2 separate regions of the Bos taurus genome follow, and region 2 is linked to region 1. The links are chromatin contacts, called in public Hi-C maps. All regions are on one chromosome and are shown on one strand. Each heading gives the region's core, a stretch centred on a gene start, on an enhancer-like site or on the middle of the called end of the contact. The rest is flanking DNA. Distances are from core to core; before and after follow the strand shown. Region 1 holds the start of FLVCR2 (feline leukemia virus subgroup C cellular receptor family, member 2). Region 2 overlaps FLVCR2 (feline leukemia virus subgroup C cellular receptor family, member 2).

Region 1 (3,777 bases), core at 359-2,858:
TTCTGATCTATAAAACGCAGACAAGCAGTAGCACTTACACAACAGAATTCTTGGATGCTTAAATGAGGTAACAGAGTATACATTTCTAGCACAATAGAAATGTTCAGTTTTTAATTGTTAGGATATCCGACACTCTGGGAAGGGTTATCATCTGCCAGGAATGTTTAAAGAGCTTTCAAGCCTTAACTTATCCAAGCCTCAAAACAACTCTGTGAGGTAGGTACTATTATTTCATCATCCCTGTTTTACTGATTTTCCAAGCTACTGAGGCACAGAGAGGTTGGGGTATCTTAGTTTACTAAACAGGCCTGGGAGCAGCTAAGTCGGTGTTTGAACCCAGGGAAGATCTGGGCCCTTATTCCTCCCTAGGGCTGCAATCACCGCAGGCCTGACCTTCCAGAGGCCCTGACTTGAGGGCTTCTCTGCAGAATGGGCTGTGCACCAGCAGGGGGCAGCATAGGGCTGCATGCGTGCAGAGGCCACTTATCGTGCGCTGTGCTGGGCACCTCACCACAAAACCTGCGCTGGGTCTTCAGCGTCTTAGAACTCCCCTCTCTTTTCCGCCCTCAAGTTGTCGCCTAGGAGGCCGCCCGGGGATCCATGAAAAAAGAAGAGTCCTACTCAACAGGTTCAAATCTGAAGTTCCCCAATGTAAGACCAAGTTCGCAGGGAAAGCAAAGAGGGAAAGTGAGTTTGCGCTTCTCGCCTTTACCCCAGGAGCGCAACCAGCCCGGGAAATCTACAGATCTGTCTTTATTCCGAAAGTCCAACAAGGGCTGAGGAGCTCAGCCAAGTGGGCAAAAGTCGAGAATCCCTCTTGGATACCACAGAGCCGTTTGGAGGCGCCGGGCATCCGTGTGGGCGCGCAGGGAATGCGGACTGACAGGGAGGAGACTCTCTTTAGAGGATTACCTTCGCAAAAGCGAAGGGCATTTTCTTGCAGAGTGCCCCGGGAGGGGGCAAATGAATTTGAGAAAGCAGTGCCAGGGTGAGGGGGTTAACCGGGCGGTTTCCATGGTGCCTGGGGCGTGGGGGGGAGGAATGCACCCGCAAGCGGTGGCGAAACAACTGTACTGTCCGGCCAGCGGCTAGAGAAGGCTGGAGGCTGTGGGGGCGGGGTGGGGTGGGGTGGGGTGGGAGTGGGGGTGGGGGGTTCGTAGGGGGGTGGAAGCCGCGCACGGCGGGGGCGGGGCGGTCACGTGTGCGGAGGGGGCGAGGCCGCAAGCCGCCCGAGGAGCAATCCGAGTCGCAGCCGAGTGGCTGCGCCGCCGGGAGAAAACTGACCAGGACCGAGGGGCTGAAGGTGGCAGGACGCCTCCGAGGCACTCAAGGCACCAGCGGCCAGGACCTGGCTCAGGCCGGTGTGCAGCCGGTCTGGGGGACAGCTGTCAGGGACTGAGGACGCCAAGGGAAAGTGAGAACCGAAGCTTGGGGCTGAGCTGAAGAGCCCCACTCGCTGGCTTTTACGCAGGCTGGGGACTCAGTTTATTCCTCCGGAGCAGGCTGGGCAAGTGCCACGTCAGCTCTAGCTGACCAGGCGACACCACTGTCCTTTAAGTCGACTCGAGTTGTCAGCACCTGCTTAGAGTGCCAGGAGAGGCTGCGGTCATGGTGAATGAAGACCCTAACCAACAGGACCACGATGGCACCCCTTCGCAAACTTCGGCGCTCCAGGAGCACCCCAATTTCTCAGTCCACCCCAGCGTCTCGATGCACCCCAGCGTCTCGGCCCACCCCAGCGTCTCGATGCACCCCAGCGTCTCGGCCCACCCCAGCGTCTCGATCCACCCCAGCGTCTCGGCCCACCCCAGCGTCTCAATCCACCCCAGTGTCTCTGTATACCCTAGTATTTCGGCCCACCCAAGTACCTTGGCTCAACCCAGTGGCTTGATCCAACCAAGTAGCTCGGGCCCTGAAGATCTTAGCGTGATCAAGGTGAGCAAGCGCCGGTGGGCGGTGGTCCTGGTGTTCAGCTGCTACTCCATGTGCAACGCCTTCCAGTGGATCCAGTACGGCTCCATCAATAACATCTTCATGAACTTCTACGGGGTCAGTGCCTTTGCCATCGACTGGCTGTCCATGTGCTACATGCTGACCTACATCCCTCTGCTCCTGCCGGTGGCCTGGCTCTTAGAGAAATTTGGCCTGCGGACCATCGCCCTCACTGGCTCTGCTCTCAACTGCCTGGGAGCCTGGGTGAAGCTGGGCAGCTTGAAGCCGCATCTCTTCCCAGTCACGGTGCTGGGCCAGGTCATCTGCTCCGTGGCCCAGGTCTTCATCCTGGGTATGCCCTCCCGCATTGCTTCCGTCTGGTTCGGGGCTAATGAGGTGTCAACCGCCTGCTCCATAGCTGTCTTTGGCAATCAGGTGGGTAGAGGAGTGGGTGGCGTTCACTGCAGAACTGAGGGTGTTCATTGTACCAAACTGCTTCACTGTGTGAAGACTAGCTTTCCGACTTCAGCAGTGTTTGTGACTCTGGCTGACTGTGGCTGGGTGTGACTGAGTGAGTGGATGATTGTGACCGAGCGAGTATGTAAGAGAAGTGGGGAAACGAAAGGAAGGGCCTTTGCTGTCACGGCAGTTTCTCTTCCTCCAGCAGAAACCGTGCTTCTGGAACACATGTTGTCTTTATGATCTCATTCCTGAACTTACTTCACCAGCTTGAACAGGATAGCTCTTCTTTCTCAGGAAATAGCCCCTGGCTGTCAGACTATTCTGTGTCATCGGAGGTTGGCCGGTGTTTTTTGCCTGTCCAACCAGCTTTCCCAGAGTGCAGCATCTCCTACACCGCGTGAAAAGGCAAGAGCAACGCTGGCGCTGCGCTCACCTTCTTTATACACAGCTGGAGCCAGGACAGTGGGAGCAGTGCTTGATGTCAAATGCCTACCCTGAGAGTTAGAGTCAAGTCCAGGAGGATGGAATCAAATTCTTGCTCTGAATTTCTAAGGCCTAGAAGCCATGGGAAGGCCTGGAAAGTTCATATCTTAATCCTTTGTCTTTCCTCCTTAGGGGAAGGAGAATATTAAATCCAGAAAAGTGGGCTTATTGTGAGTCTGATCCCTGTGTCCGAAAGGCTGAAGCAGCTATTTACGGGGTCCTTCTTTATCTGGACCACTGCCTTGGTGGGGGGGTGGGTCTCACTTCTTCCAAAGCGCATGCAGTTTTGGTGACACATCTAACAAATGACCAGGAACCCTTAGTTCTTGAAGGCTTGTTTTCTCTTCCTTGTTTATTACGTTTAGAACAGGGGTCTCAACTTTTGGGCCATGGACAGGTACCTCCTGTCGGATCAGCGGTGGCATTAGATGAGAAATGAAGTGTGCAGTAAATGTGATGAGCTTGAATCATCCCCAAACCATCCACCCTTCCCAGCCTGTGCCAAAATTGTCTTTCACGAAACCTGTCCTTGGTGCCAAAAGGTTGGGAACTGCTGATTTAGAACGATTAAGCTTTCATTTAGAAAGTTCTTCTTTGGGTCAGAAACTTCCAAACTTCTCTAAAGGTTAATTGTCATTCTGTTCATCTTTACCACCAGAAAGGTAACTTGAGCTAAATTTTTTCAGGCCAGTAAGTCCTGCCACTTGGGTAATAGTGTAAGCAGTCAGTGAAAGCAACAGACAGGCCTTCTCAGCACAAGCAGGCAACAGAAAAGCCTCTACCCAGTTTTCTTTAACCTGTGGGTTTGACCGTTCAGAAGATTGAATGGATTTAAGGGCTGGGGAAGAAACCAGTTGGATGTTTTTGTTCAGGACAATTAAAAAATAGGTACTGAGGGTG
Region 2 (3,777 bases), core at 893-3,392, 56 kb after region 1:
GAGAGCAAACACCCTCAGGACAAACCCCTCAGGACTCCGGGACCAGGTTCTTCTGGCTCATGTTGCGAATGTCTGCAAACCTCTCTCCTCAGAGCTGATCAAACCAAACATCAATAAACTTGATAAAAACATTGCTGTGACCTAGAAGACTAAGCCGATTTCAGACAGTTGACCTCCTCAGGATGTGGTGGTGCTAAGAATCTGGGGGGTCTGGTAGCCTGATTCGGGAACAGAAAGGCTCTTTTCTGCAGAAGACGTCCCGGCCCAGGGCCTTGTGTGCATCACTGCCACCTCCGTGCCTTCCTCCAGACGCCACTCAGGGGCTCGTGTTCTCCTGCCTGTGACCCTCACTGCAAACTCAGCTGGGTCCTCCCCGCCTGAGAACTCCAAAGGTCTCCTGAGAGATGAGGGGAAGGGGCAGAAGGACAGGCAGCCCGTGAATGGGACTCGGGTCTGCTGGGTTAGGTAAGCGCGTCCACCTCTGGTGGGGACAGTGTTTGCAGCCCCAGCCCCTCTCGCCACCCCCTTCTATAATAGTAATAATTCTTTCTCAGATATTCTGAGTTTAAAGGGACTCCCTTTTGATCAGGGGCTTCTCAGGTATCGCCAGTGGTAAAGAATCTGCCTGCCAATGCAGGAGACTCAAGAGACACAGGTCCTATCGCTGGGTCGAGAAGATCTCCTGGGGCAGGAAATGGCATCTCACTCCAGTATTCTTGCCTGGGGAATCCCATGGACAGAGGAGCCTGGCAGGCTGTAGGCTATGGAGTCACAGAGTCAGACATGAGTGAGCGTACACACACACATGTCCTTTCAGCCAGCCCAAGCTGCCCTCTCCTGCCTCACCTGCTGTCTGGCTCACGGGCTCGGGGAGAATCTCCTCAAAATAAGACATTTTGGTTGTTTCTCACGGGCTTTGCGCTCTGTGATCACAACCTCTGTGCTGTTTTGTTGTGGCCACTGCCCCGGGCTCAGCATACTGGAGCTGCCTGCGTGGGAGCGGTGCTGGGTGCTTGGGCCACTGCCCGAGGGCAGCTGTTGTGTGTGTGTGTGTGTGTGTGTGTGTGTGTGTGTATACAGCACTCTGTACATAAAAGAAGAAGTACACACTTCTGGTGCAAGGACTGAGTTAGGGGTGGAAAGGAGGTGGAAAATGAAGGTGCCTTACTTTTTCATAAGGAGAAAGTGTTTACTCTTGAGTCTCTTAATTTTATAAACAAAATGTTTACTGAAACCATCGTTTTATTTGAAATCATAATTAGTATTTTCTATTTGTAACACCAGATGTATTAAAGTAATAAAATATCCTCCGTGTGGTCTGCCTTGTCACTGGTTGGGACAGAGATGGCTTTGGTGGTGGGAACAGGCTGGAGGGGTGGGGGCTCGGGGTAGAGGAGGCGGTCCTCCACACTGTGGAAGGTGGTCCTCTGTAGACATCGATGTTACCATGCCAGTGGGTTAGTTTTTAAAGACGAGGCTGCAGACGTTACTGTCTGTCCACGTGGAGACTGCAACTCAAGGCCGGATCAGTGGCTCCAGCAACTTTCCATTCCGAGTGATCCTTTCACAGTGCATGTCAACCACATCAGTCGACTTCAGACCCTCTCCTAGCTTCTTACCTCAACCACAGCCCAGACCTCACCAGAGCCCACAAGACCCCATGCACTGTGGCCCCCACCTTCCTATCTGACCGTCTGTCCTCCATGGTTCTGTTCAGTCTCTCTGCTCCAGCCACACGACCTCCCTGCCGTGCCTTGAATGTGCCAAGCATGTTCCCAGCGCAGGGCCATAGCACCTGCCAGTCCCTGTGTCTGGGGTGCACTGGCTGCAGATGTCCGTATGACTTGTTTCCTCACTTCAGCTCAAACATCCCCTCTCCAGAGAGGCCTCCCCTGCCTGCCACCTCACTCTGTCTTGCTGCCTTACACGATGTTGTGATTGTTGTTTATCCACCGACTGTCTTCCCCACAGGACTGTAAACTTCACTTTGGGGACCTTGTCACTGTGTTCACTGTTCCTTCCTCTGTGCTTGGACCAGTGCCAGGCATGTAGTCAGGGCTCCGGATGCACTGTTGAAGGAAGACCTGGAAGAGTGGGTACCACGCCCCTGAGACCGTCTCCACCCCTGCCTCCCCCTACTTCTCAGTGACCTTCGCAGAAGGGAGGAAGGGATTGCACACTATGAACGAGAGCAGTTTCCGTGGACTCTGGACTTTGCCGTGGCCGAGGCAGCTGCAGGAAAGGGTGGGAGGCCCAGTAGGGAAGCAGGAGAGAGGACCAGGAGGCAGGGAGATAACTCAGGCACTTTTCCTGCACAGCTTATCTTTGCAAGATTTCCAGGAGGAGGCTGAATTTTAAAAATAGATACACAAAAAGCAGCAAAGGTTAGCTGTATAGCAGTGGGAACTACAGTCAATATCTTGTAATAACCTATAATGGGAGATAATCTGAAAATAATATTTGTACTATCTGTGTATGTACATATGTAATTGAATCACCTTGCTGTGTGCCTGAAACATTGCAAGTCAATGATACATCAATAAAATACATATATTAAGAAAAAAATTCCACGGACAGACGAACCTGGTGGGTTAACGTCCATAGCATCACAAAGAAGTGGACAAAACTGAGTGACTGAGCTTCATCATCAACCTACAAAGGACCATCCAGTGATCTCTCAAAATTGCTTGATTTGTACTAAAAACAACCCAAAGACTGCTGTCAGATCTCCCCAGACAGGGACCCAACACAGGAGCCTGTGCCGAGGACTGACAAATAGACTTGACTTCAGTGCCTTGAGCCACAGGAAATTTCAGATTCCTGCTAGTACTGGTGGTCTTTTTCAGGACTGGTGGAGGCACCAGGACTGAAAAAGCCTCCAAAGTGGTGAAAGCCACGTTTAAGGAAAATTTCCCCCAATTTGGATAGTCTGCTGCTGCTGCTGCTAAATCGCTTCAGTCGTGTCTGACTCTGTGCGACCCCATAGACGGCAGCCCACCAGGCTCTGCTGTCCCTGGAATTCTCCAGGCAAGAACACTGGAGTGGGTTGCCATTTCCTTCTCCAGTGCGTGAAAGTGAAAAGTGAAAGTGAAGTCGCTCAGTCATGTCCGACTCTTCGAGACCCCATGGACTGCAGCCCACCAGGCTCCCCCATCCATGGGATTTTCCAGGCAAGAGTACTGGAGTGGGTGCCATCGCCTTCTCCACTGGATAGTCTAGCACCCTTCAAAGTGATAATGGGCCTGCTGTTTTCTCTAGCATAACCCAATAGATGTCCAAACCACTGCAAATTAACGGAAAGCTATATTCATTCTGGAGTGCACATTCAATAGGAATAACAGAGAAAATGAATTCTACATTAAATAGCATTGCAAATATATGTTGAGTCTAATTTAACTTGGGGTTAGGGCTTGACAGTTGCCCCACTATGGATCAGAGTGGCTTCCAGAAGCAGGCTTAAAATTAGCCTCTTTTTATTGTATGGTAGGCCACTCCATGTGTCTGCCCATGAGGGACACTGTATAAATACTCCGGAAGATATAGCAGTTACCAATTATGTTCAAACTCTAGGCACAATACAAACCTCTGTTCATGAATTTGCTTCTAGCAAATCTTCCTTACATCCTTTCCAGCCTGGACATTGCATCCTCTTAAAACATGTGGAGGACAAGGGCCTGAGCACCAGCTGACTGCAAAGTGGACAGAACCACCTGTGGTATTACTCATCACACACTCATCTGTCAGGTTAGCTGGAGTAACTGGAGTAAAGCCACGGAT

What was found. Hi-C and Micro-C count contacts between places; a contact is called where the count stands out from the background.
Region 2: a Hi-C map of liver shows a contact between it and region 1, with 3 times the contacts expected there. The contact joins the enhancer-like site here to the promoter of FLVCR2 in region 1. A contact is called at or near these places in 3 of 11 Hi-C or Micro-C datasets (blastocyst, liver and skeletal muscle).

Annotation. Positions count from the first base shown.
Region 1 is chr10:86,762,924-86,766,700 of ARS-UCD2.0, forward strand. It overlaps FLVCR2 (feline leukemia virus subgroup C cellular receptor family, member 2), which reads left to right and starts at 1,609. Exons shown (of 11, transcript NM_001192143.1): 1 at 1,609-1,667; 2 at 1,758-2,367. The coding sequence starts at 1,609.
Region 2 is chr10:86,818,434-86,822,210 of ARS-UCD2.0, forward strand. It overlaps FLVCR2 (feline leukemia virus subgroup C cellular receptor family, member 2), which reads left to right. Exons shown (of 11, transcript NM_001192143.1): 11 at 1-184. Among named protein-coding and RNA genes, the nearest start is that of FLVCR2, 56 kb to the left of the region's middle. Within about 2 kb of position 2,143, at least 5 of the 102 cell types and tissues checked have an H3K27ac peak or open chromatin away from gene starts, as enhancers often do. A contact at or near this core is called in liver, where this site is marked.